Regions from separate parts of the Ctenopharyngodon idella genome. Here region 1 is linked to region 2. The links are chromatin contacts, called in public Hi-C maps. All regions are on one chromosome and are shown on one strand. Each heading gives the region's core, a stretch centred on a gene start, on an enhancer-like site or on the middle of the called end of the contact. The rest is flanking DNA. Distances are from core to core; before and after follow the strand shown.

Region 1 (5,376 bases), core at 827-3,326, 130 kb after region 2:
TTGGAAGAGCCAGGATATTTTTTAAATAAAGTTCGTCTGAAAGAAGATAGTCATATACACTTAGGATGGCTTGAGGATGAGTAAATTATGGGATAATTTTCATTTTTGGGTGAACTAACCCTTTAACTGCTGTTTTCTCACCTCATTTTTGTTGTGTGTTTATTTTGTTATTGAGACGAAAGCACGCAGCACATATTTACACATTCATCTAAACATCGCTCACAGGAGTGTGGGTGGTGTCTGGATGTTCACTAACAGTACACCGCTGCAAAGATATTTCAAACTTCTTTTTATCTCTAAATGAAGAGCGAAAAATAACTTTGATGCGAGTGTATCGAGTGCAATCATCTGCTGTTTCTCCGAGCGCCCGTGTTTCGTTCCTAAATGAATCAGTGTTTTTGAGTGAATTGTTTGAATGAATGTCAATGAAAAAGCGCAACAATGTGATTTGCAGAAAGAGTCTGAAATATCCCCAGCACTAAGCCTAAAGTATACAGTTTTGACATGTACTCTACTTGCATCAAAACGGAAGTATAAGTGGGCTTAATGTACAGACAGTCTTCCTGGAACACGGACAATTGGAGTAATAAAAACAGTGAAAGGTCTCATGTTGCACTGTAATAAGTCTATAAAATAAAAATCAATATCAATAAAACATATTAGGAAATAATATACGAGATATAACACCGAATGCATTTTAAATAAGCATATATAGTCGCTTTTCATTCTCTTTTGTCTACCAGACAGAGCCAGCCCATCTTCCGTGAATTGTTCGAGGGCACTATGAACATTTTCATGGTGTATTTCAGTGTAATCACTTTCAAGTTTGGGAGTCAAAAAAGTAGATGCAGACATCTGACATTTACAGGTCACTACAGTGTCTGCACTAAACCCATATTTTACATGATTGCCATATAACTAGACTAGAATAAGGACATATTAAATGTTACAAATAAAAAACATGAGATATATATAATTGCATGTGGCAAAGTGATGCTCACTGAAAAACAGCATGTACAAGTTGTGGGAAGGGTGGATTTTTTTCCTTCAGCAGTATCGTCTTTCTTTTGTGTGGTAATCTAGCGGTTAGACACACCTATCCAGGCCTCTACTTTAAGCTGAGTGCATTGGCTAATTCTGCGGCCTATCTGCTAATGAATCTAGTCTAGTGGGCTGGGTTGGTTTTGTTCAAAAAGGAGCTGGAAGTTTATTATATGAGAGCGCTGGTCTTGAAGAAATTGTCATGACAGTAAGGTGACTACTGTCTCACTTTTTGTAATGTAAGTGGGAACTGGCTCTTACAAATAAACACATGCAATTTGGCAACATTACATGTGTATATTTTTGTAATCAACCAAAACAGTCTTCTCTATCCCCTTGCTCAGATTGCTAAATGCTATATTTTAGGAAACTGGTGCTAATGCTCGCCGTAACCCTGGTTCCCAGTCTGATAGCGACATCTTGTGGTGAACACTATACGTTACAGTCTATAGACTAATGGCAGATCGCATATTAAAAACAATCGCTGTGTTTTAGAAGAGGTATTTAGAAGAGTATTATAATACAGCATTTATATGTAGGCCTAATATTTACCTATAAAGATGAATCTCAAACCAAATATAAATAAATACTCACTTCTTGTGTTAACCTATGCATAAAAAAATGCAATACAAAGCACACTATTTATACATTTTTAACATATCCTACTCTTATTCACATTCCCTTCCATAATTGTATAGAATATTTTTCATATACAAATTTTGTGTAGTATATTGTGTGCACGTTATTTGTCTTGTAGGCTATGTGTATATTGTCTTATAATTTATCTTTGTAATTTTATTATCTTTATTTCGATTTTGATTCTGTGTACTGAAGCTTCAACAAGACATTCCATATCATTCTAATTCTAATAAAATTACACTAGGCCTTTTTATTTTCTGTGGGCTTGTTCTGTACTATATTCTAAACCGAGAAAATACAACTTACAAAATGACAAATTACCAGCTTGGTGTGTAGCACAATTAATACAACGGGAAGATGAATGTTTGTGGTTTATTTTTGGCACAACGAATCAGCTCTTGTTAGCGCAGCTCGCGCCTGCCGCATCCATTTCCGCATTATTTCCTCAGCTTTTTTTTTTTTTTAAAGCGACTTTATGGATTGGTGGAACTCTTCTTAAAAACACTCGACTACTTTTTAACTTGTATATCATGTTTTATCATTCTAATGGTGCTCCTGAAGAAGACATATAACCACAAGCGTCGATAACGTGACTAGATTATGTTGTGTTTTGTTGGAAACTGTGAATTTAGCGGATTCAGATATTGTTAGGCTGGTCCGGCTAGTTAGCAAGCTATCACTTGAGCCGGGCGGTGTTTGCGCTGAATAAAACCATGGCAGATGCCAACAATGGAGAGAGGACAGACGAAAACGAGTTGAAGGGGGCAACAGGTGGTGAAGGTAAGATGAGGTACAACTTTTAAACGAATTAGAGTGACTTCTGTGAACTAGCCAACCATTTCCAGTCTTTGCGCTCGACGTGACGTCACATTGCCCTTCGACAGTGACTTAAGACTCTCCTTTCATATGAAAATCATCATACTAAACTGAACGAATATTACGTTGATTATATATTGGAGATTTTCAGTTAAATGGGTTTATTGTATTTCGTGTTTAGCGTTATAATCCTCGTCTAACGTTTCGTTTCAATTATTATGGAACTTCTTTTTTTATTTTATTTTTATTACCAGTGAGATTATGAGCAGCAAACAGACAATTATCGCTTGTATATCAAAATATAAAACAATTTGTTTTATGGACCTTCCTCTGATGTCATACTGAATTGTCTGACGTATGTCGGGGCGTGTTGGGGTTTTTCTGGCCTGTCAAAAATAGCGGTGACTCGAATGTTTTCAGTCTACTTACTTTTGAATTTGTTCAGTGACTCTCCTTTTTTTTTTTTTTTTTTTTTTTTTACACCATTAAGCATGTAGATGGCGACAAACAAGCAATCTCATTTTGTGTTTTGAATCAATCTTTGGGGGTTGTGTATACACATTCCTGCCTATAACACATTCCTGGAGCCTCCCCAACACTGCGTGTTTTCCAAGTCTCCTAACACACCTGATTCAGGTCATCCGCTTATTAGTCGAGAGACTCCAAGACCTGAAATGAGTGTGTCAGACAAAGGAGACATGCAAAAATGTGCAGTGCTGGGGAGGCTCCGGGAATGTATTTGGGAACCCCTGGTCTACTACCAATAGTAAAAGAATCAGAATGAACTGTTAAGTAATTAACTATTTACAAAAATATATATTTTTATGGTTCTTTTATTTATTTTTTGGTTCTCAACCTGGGGCCTCAGCAAACATCCAAGATTACTTAGATGCTTTACACAAATACAAGACAAAACAAGCATTAAACTAATCTAAAACTACTCAAAATCATGATATTTCTCATTTTAATCCACCTCCAAACAATTTTTTTTTCTATTAAAAAAAAAAACAAAAAAAAACCAACAGGATTTCCACTGTCTAGAAAAAAAGCCTAAAAATAAAAACTTTATTGGGCACTTTATTTAAAAAACATATCTAGCTATGTTAAGCTTTAAAATATTTTATCTGGTAGAAACGGAATAAAAAGTATTTTTAAAAAGTCGTCCGTAATCCTTATCCATTAAATCATGAATGACTGGAAATGTCACCTTTGAATGTTGTTGTGGACTTTTTGGTGTCAAAAAGGTTGAGAACCACTGGTCTGATATGTTCTTGTCTCGTCGCATTAGTTATGAATTACATAAATTATGTAAATGATAGCCTATATTTTCAATTTAAAAATCGTGTGTTTTGCATCACTGGATATTTCTGCCAGTTGTTTAACATTTCTGTTGTAAAACAGTTCTCAAATATTAAATGTTTATCTTGCCTCACACTCTTTCACCGTTAAAACTGAAGCGTCACATTGGAATTCATGGTCGGCAAGACCACTCCGAACGCGTGTTAGAAATCAGTAATGTTGAGAGAACATTGTGCTTGGTACGTTTTTCATCTTCAATCCAAACTTGGGTCTTCAGCAGACAAAGTTTAAATCCCGTCTGGCCAGAGCGCTTCCCATAATGTTTATGCATTAGATCAGTACAGTAGGTAGTCTTTTGCGGCTGTTCGAACGACCACATGAGCGTTTACACTACGAAAGCAATCCGGTCAAATGCGTTTTCGACTACCTCTGGAAGTGGTTGAAAGTGAACTAGTTCAAAACGTTTTAGACCCCGTTTAGACCTGTATTTAACGTCATCTACTTGTGATCCGATCGACCAAAAGGTGTAAACAGGGCCTAAGAAATTCTAGAAAGACTGTTGAGGCATCATAAGCATTCTACCCACAAAGCAGATCTTATCAAATATTCATGAAAAGGTGGCATTCCTTCACTTGGTCCAACCAATCAAATGCTCCTTCACATCTCATACTCGAATGCTATTCTCGAATGCTATAGAACGCATGCTTGAATGTTTTTAGACCAGGGCGTAGTCTCAACATTAAAGGTGAATGATGCAACATAACGCCAGCAGGGGTCACTCATACTTCATTATATAAATATTAAACAATTACTTTTGCTAAAATACTCAATACATGGAACTGCAGTGGCGCAGCAGTACTAATGTAAGGAGGTCACAGGTGTATGTTTGTAGAGTAATTTACAACAGCTTCGAACGCGGCTCAACCAATCAGAATCAAGGACCTGAACGATTGGATTTATAATGGGTCTTTAGACATGAAACTATAAAAATACATCTAACAATACAGTAATATACTGTAGTTGAATCTATAGTGCAGTACTATAGTAAATTGGTGGAAGACTGGTCATATTTTGGGGTCTGTGGCATCTAAGATTGAAAACCCCTATTTTAAACTACTAATCGTTCAATTCCTTTGCAAACAAAATACCCACTACAACAAATTCACATTCATACACTAATGACATCAAGAAAAAGGGCCAGTATGCCCTTAAAACAAGGCTATTCTTTGAAATGAAAATGTTTACTTTAAAGCTATTTGAGATGAGATTAAACCAAACTTTAACCAAGGAGTTGACTAGAAGACAGGAAAACAGAAATGAGAATAAATATTTCGGTACTTTGGCTACACCACAAATCTTCTCAGAAACCTGTGGCATGACCTGTCACATAAACCAGCCAGTATCAAAACAGGAAGTTGGGAGGTCAGTGTTTACCACATTTATAATACCCTCTCACCCCATTATCACGCCCAGGTATACAAAGATTGCTTCCTGTACTTTGACCTTGTTTCCTATTTAAAATGCTCCAGTGTTAACTCACATGAACTCAATTTAATATTTTTCCCCTTATTTGCAGATGTC
Region 2 (5,622 bases), core at 2,270-4,769:
AACAGGAAGGAGAAACACGATATTTCACAAATCACCTGCCAGCTGTCTATAGCACCAATATATTTAACTAATTTCTTGATAATCAATCGAGCAGGTCAGATATCGATCCATATCACATCCATGGAGTTATTCATTTCTGTCGCTAATATGAGCCACAAGGCGAGTCGTGATGCGCAGTTATTGTTCAAACACTGAATACAGATCACAGCCTCAATCGATCAGTCAAGATTACCGTTCATTTTAAGCAGGATTACCGGTCAGCTAACCAATATGAACTAATGGAGCTAACAGCCTGACAAACACCTTTAGCTCGTTAGCTATAGCAGCCTTATTTCTTTCACTCACTTCCACGATGAACTTCGCCAGAGGCTTCAGGGGGGAGATGGATACTGAGATACCAGCGTCTGTAGATTATATGACACCTTTTCTGAATAAAATCAGTGTTGATATCCCGCTACCCGCTTTTCCTCCTTTCTTTACTGTTCCTGCAAGTAACGTGAACCTTTCGCTGTCGCCAATGACTTCCGCTCTCGGACTCTAAGGAGATTTCAAAACAAAAGTCCCTGCGATCACTAGGGTCATTCCTGTTGGGCAGTAAATTTTGAATTTTGTAACGTTTAAACAGCCGATATACCCGTATTGTCGTTTCTATATATAAAAAATTATACCAGACTTTCAGATATATGCTGTGGTTAAGCACTTTTTAAAAATAGCTTGATTATTTACACAGTGGTAATGAACAGGATGCTTAACAGGATGAAATGAAGCGCTAAAGTGATGGATTGAGATTTTACTCTAGGTTGTTAACATGAAATCATCGAACATTTTATGAAATTTTGATAATATCATTTCTGCACGATTTTTGTAATTTTGTCTAACGGGGTGAGATAAAATGATAACAAGTGACATAAACGTGACAAAAATTACAGAATTCATAAAATCTGTTGCTAAATAGCCAGTGTTTGCTCTGCCAAAAACAAATCTTATTTTGGACTAATTGAATATCAATATCCTGTCATAATCTCATATCAATTATCTCTTGTTATTAGCAGCACTGGAGTTTAAATCACTGAGACATTAAATGAAGAGACCCAAACTTTACAGACTTTTATTGGTGTTTTATATAGGCGCCTCTACAAGTTATTATGTTGTGTGTAGCACCTCCTGGTGGATAAATAAATATTAAGAAATGGTACATATGAATAAACAATTCAACATATTTATTTAATGAGATTTAAAACATACCTATTTCAAATTCTGAAATTTAATTAATGCATATAATTTGGTTATTTTTACATCTGTTTATATGTGATTTATGCTATATTGATTTTACTAAACTGTACTAAACTTTTTTATTATTCGAACACTTTATTTTCATTCAGTACTATATCTTTCAATTGCTAATTAATTGTGGACACGTTTTTGTTCTGCAAATGGCAGGTCAGGTTTTCATGTGTATTAAACGTTATAGATTTATTACATAATTAATTGCAAATATAGGGCTACGTTTTAATTACTAATCACAATATTTATTGGCCAAAAACTATGTTTTTATATATTTGCATGTTACATTTTTTGCAGTTTCATGTATTTTGTTTCATGTTTTATATGAGATTTAATATTGAAATTGTTCTGAAAATTAATAGGCTGTTAATAGCAGGTTCTGTTGTGCCAAATTACCCCCATATGTGACAACATGCCCCCACTGTGTGTGTGTGTGTGTGTGTGTGTGTGTGTGTGTGTGTGTGTATAATTGCAATTAGTTATTATAACTTAAAATTTAGCGTTTTTTTTGTTGTTGAGATAACTCAAATATATATATATATATATATATATATATATATATATATATCCAAATTGACTAAAATTAAAATTTTAAGGCAGAGCAAACACTTACTTTTTAACTTGAAACAACACAATTTTAAAGACCCCCTGTAGTCAATAATTTTATCCCTTAAAACTCATCTTTGATCACCAAAGTGACATATTTAAAAATTTTTCCTGTGACAAAAAAAATTCTTCATGCCTTAAAATAGCCTGAATGTAACTACACCCTTGCTTTATTTAATATACACGGATCTATGAATATGCTAATTAGCCCCGCCTCCACTCACTCGCACGAGCTCAGAGATCCACTCAGTTTACTACTGAGGTAAACGCTGCATAACAGTATCATCAGTGGAGAAAGGCATATAGTTCACGATAACATCGTAATATACATCATACACCCGCTACATTGCTAAATCTACCCGATTTTTCATATCAACAGAAAAATATACCGGGATATATTCTCTTGAGACTCCCCTGCTTCAGAGCGGTCATGGTTAATGATATGCTAAAGCACGTTGACATGATTGGTTACAAGGTAGTTTGTGATGTCACAAACACCAGTGATTTCAATCGCTGCAGTTTTAAAGAGAAAATACTCAGCAATGGTCAATCGAACCAATGCGTCTCGATCCAATGCGTCTCGATCGCCTCCAGGTGGCTGGAAGCAGTATAGGTCATAAACCCCGCCCTCTCCATGAAATGTAATGGGACGCGAGACAAACTAAACAATCAATTTACACTTTAAACATTTTTTTTTCCAAAGACGGTTTCTGTCATTTTAGGCAGTTTTTTTTTTCACCCTGGTGTTAATTCAAGTGTTCGTTCTTTAAATAAGTTTGTTTTTAGTTAGGTATTTGATGCTATAAAACGGGGGTAAGAGTAAGACGTCATGATTGACAGCTTCTCTGTGTGAAGTAGTCACCGAGGCACCAACGGACTTTTTTATGGATCTTCGCGAGGTAACTTTAATTTCTACATTTCCATAACTGTTTATTTCACACCGAAATAATGAGTTGTTTTGAGTTTGGGCGGGACCTTGATATCGCGGCTCCACTTCGTGCTCACTACTGCGCAGACTCGGGCTCCAAATTCATTATGCGCAGACTCGAGACTCAAGATGTCAGCGCCATATTGGCACACTGGCGGCTTCAGTTACTACAATGGAAGAGAGTGAAGGTGCGTCGTCCATATTTTTTTACAGTCTATGATTTGAACATGGTTTGTCTTAAAGCGCATAAAAAACACCACATAGACAGTGCTTCTTAATGGACTGTACAGGGCAATAGTTTTTTCAATAGCTTTTAGACTATAGAGCTTCTGTTTAATAATATAACTTGAAGAGACGATGGTTCTAACCATAGCCGTTAAATATGAATAAATATGTTTTTCAACGGCTCTGGTTCTAACCGTCTTCAGTTAGTTCTGATGATAAATGACAGCGAAACAAGAGAATATCCTCTTCTCAGTCTACAGAGGGCGCTGTTGCTCTTATTATTACTGTATAGTGATTGTAAAACTCTCAATTATTATTTTTTTATCTTTAGTACTTTAAGAATCGCATTGTTTTGTAATATTTACTCAGCTCAGAAAATGCAAGTATATAAAACCCCACGAGTGCAAATACTAAAATATTCCGCCGTTTGCTCTACTTTGAACCTGAAAGGGTTAACCCGTGTAATTGGATCAATGGGCATAATGCGGAGCCCCAGCATCTAATTTCATCCATGAAGACTCCTCATACACGCCTGCTGCTGCTACTGCTGGAATAAATGTTAAGAGTTAATGTTGACGATGAGCCTGTTTTCTAAAAACGACCTGTTGGAAGTGTTTCTCCATGATCCTGCCTCTTGGTAAATGTTTATGGGAGATATTATTTCGCCGCTTGGTTGCCATGGCAGAAAGGGAAGGTGTCTGAGTGGTGTCAACTTTATTCACATGGCGCTTTTCTCGCTCTGAACGCAGTCTGCATGTAAATGTGCTGGAGATAAACAGCTTCACATCGCATTGAGGAACTCCGGGAGAGTTTGACGACGTGGGACATCGAGTGCATAACTGTTTTCGCCTGGATAAGATCAAAACAACGAGTAAGTGGATTTCGATATTTGACTAGGTTACTGTGTGTGTTTCTCTATGGCGATTAATGGGACACATCTTTGTCTGAACTATGTCTGTGAAGGGTTTAATTTGTCCAGGTCATTGTACAATAAAGAGATGAACAAGTCAGCGACAAGTTTTGTAACGTATTTATCTAACGGAAAATGCGTAAGCCTGTTCGAAGTTCGTCCAACATCCGTTTCCTTTGACACTGAAGTCACACAAATGCCTTGAAATTTGATGAGGCTTCACCCTTTGCTATTAGAAGAAAGGGCTAATGTCTGCAGACTGCTGATATTACCTGTATTGTAATTAAAATATGGGCACATTGGGCCTGTTGATTTTTAAAAAATTAACTCTTAAAATACAGTTTTCATTAGTTTAATTTCTCTATTAACAGTGTCCAGACTGTTAGTAGACAGGAGAAGCTAGTACTTTATATATTTATAAATATTATTTTCACTTTTTCTTTTTTCTTTTTTTTTAACATAATGTGTGTATTTTATTAAACATGCTCTTCACTCTCTCTTAATAAAATGTATACTCGCTTTAAAAAACGTTGTTGGGTTAGAAAATTGTTTGTGTGGGAAATAATGGGGCATTTTCACGATAAATATTGACTTTTTACTAATTGTTTAGATCATCATACTGTAGTTTTTAATTGATACATAATTTTAAAAAGTCTGGGGCAAGGTTAAAATGCTGAATTGACAAGAAGCGAAATAAATGAAGGTATGAAAACAAAGTTTCCATGTGACCTTCATATAACAAAAAGCTGAAATTGTTAGATTTAATAAAAATCAACCCATGGGACATAAAAATGGGACTTCAAAAGCTAAAGAGACACCCAAATACAATTACAAATCTGAATATATATATAGTCATTTATTTTAAATATAAACTGGGATTTGAAGCACTGTTTGTGCTGGCAGTGTCAACCAGGATCAAGGTTCAGTAGAAATCATTTGTTTTGTCTTCTCACACCAGATTGCAGATGAATGGGGAATGGCCTGTTAGAATATTTTTCTAGAGCTGCGTGTATAAAATACAGTATTTTAGCAATTCAGCTACGTCTCCTTTTGAAACAAATCCTCATTTTAGTTCATACTCTATCAGTATGTTATAGACCTTAATGGTTAGTTAGACTACTAGAGCAAAGGAATGATCATGGCGCAAGTTGCTTTGGATAAAAAGTATCTGCAAAATGTCAAAGTGCAGTAAGAGTTAAATCAGAGATTAGACTGAGTTTAGTTACTGTGCTGTTTTGAATCAGGGCCAAGGGCTTCGTGCTCTTTAGTAATTAGGGTTTCAACGCTTTTAAGCGAAGAGAGTTGAATTGCAGATCCGTGAGCGCTCTAGTGATCCAATTCCGTTTTCTTTGTTGTTTTCCCATGAATTCTTATGCTTAGATATTTTTATGTTGTGTTTTATTGCTTAATTCAATCATGGGAACCCTTCATCGATCTTAAAGGAATAGTTCACCAGAAAATGAAAATTATCCCATGATTTCACCCTCAAAGCCATCCTAGGTGTATATGACTTTCTTCTTTCAGCCAAACACAATCAGAGTTATATTAAAGTCCCCCTGTGGTGAAAATCAAGTTTTTATATGTCTACGTGGTGTTTTTAATATACTTTAAGACAAGCCATGTGCAAATTCATAAGTCAACAAGATTGCGGAGTATTTTTTCCTTAAAA

The links. A called contact is a pair of places that touch in the nucleus more often than the background predicts.
Region 1: a contact with region 2 is called in a Hi-C map of muscle, with 7 times the contacts expected there. The contact joins the promoter of zgc:153993 here to the promoter of pacsin3 in region 2. A contact is called at or near these places in 2 of 2 Hi-C or Micro-C datasets (both in muscle).

What each region holds. Positions count from the first base shown.
Region 1 is chr7:44,548,513-44,553,888 of HZGC01, forward strand. It overlaps zgc:153993, which reads left to right and starts at 2,077. Exons shown (of 7, transcript XM_051901695.1): 1 at 2,077-2,460; 2 at 5,372-5,376. The coding sequence starts at 2,394.
Region 2 is chr7:44,416,264-44,421,885 of HZGC01, forward strand. pacsin3 (protein kinase C and casein kinase substrate in neurons 3) reads left to right here and starts at 3,520. Exons shown (of 11, transcript XM_051901693.1): 1 at 3,520-3,680; 2 at 3,793-3,914. It overlaps csnk1g1 (casein kinase 1, gamma 1), which reads right to left and starts at 542. Exons shown (of 15, transcript XM_051899330.1): 1 at 346-542.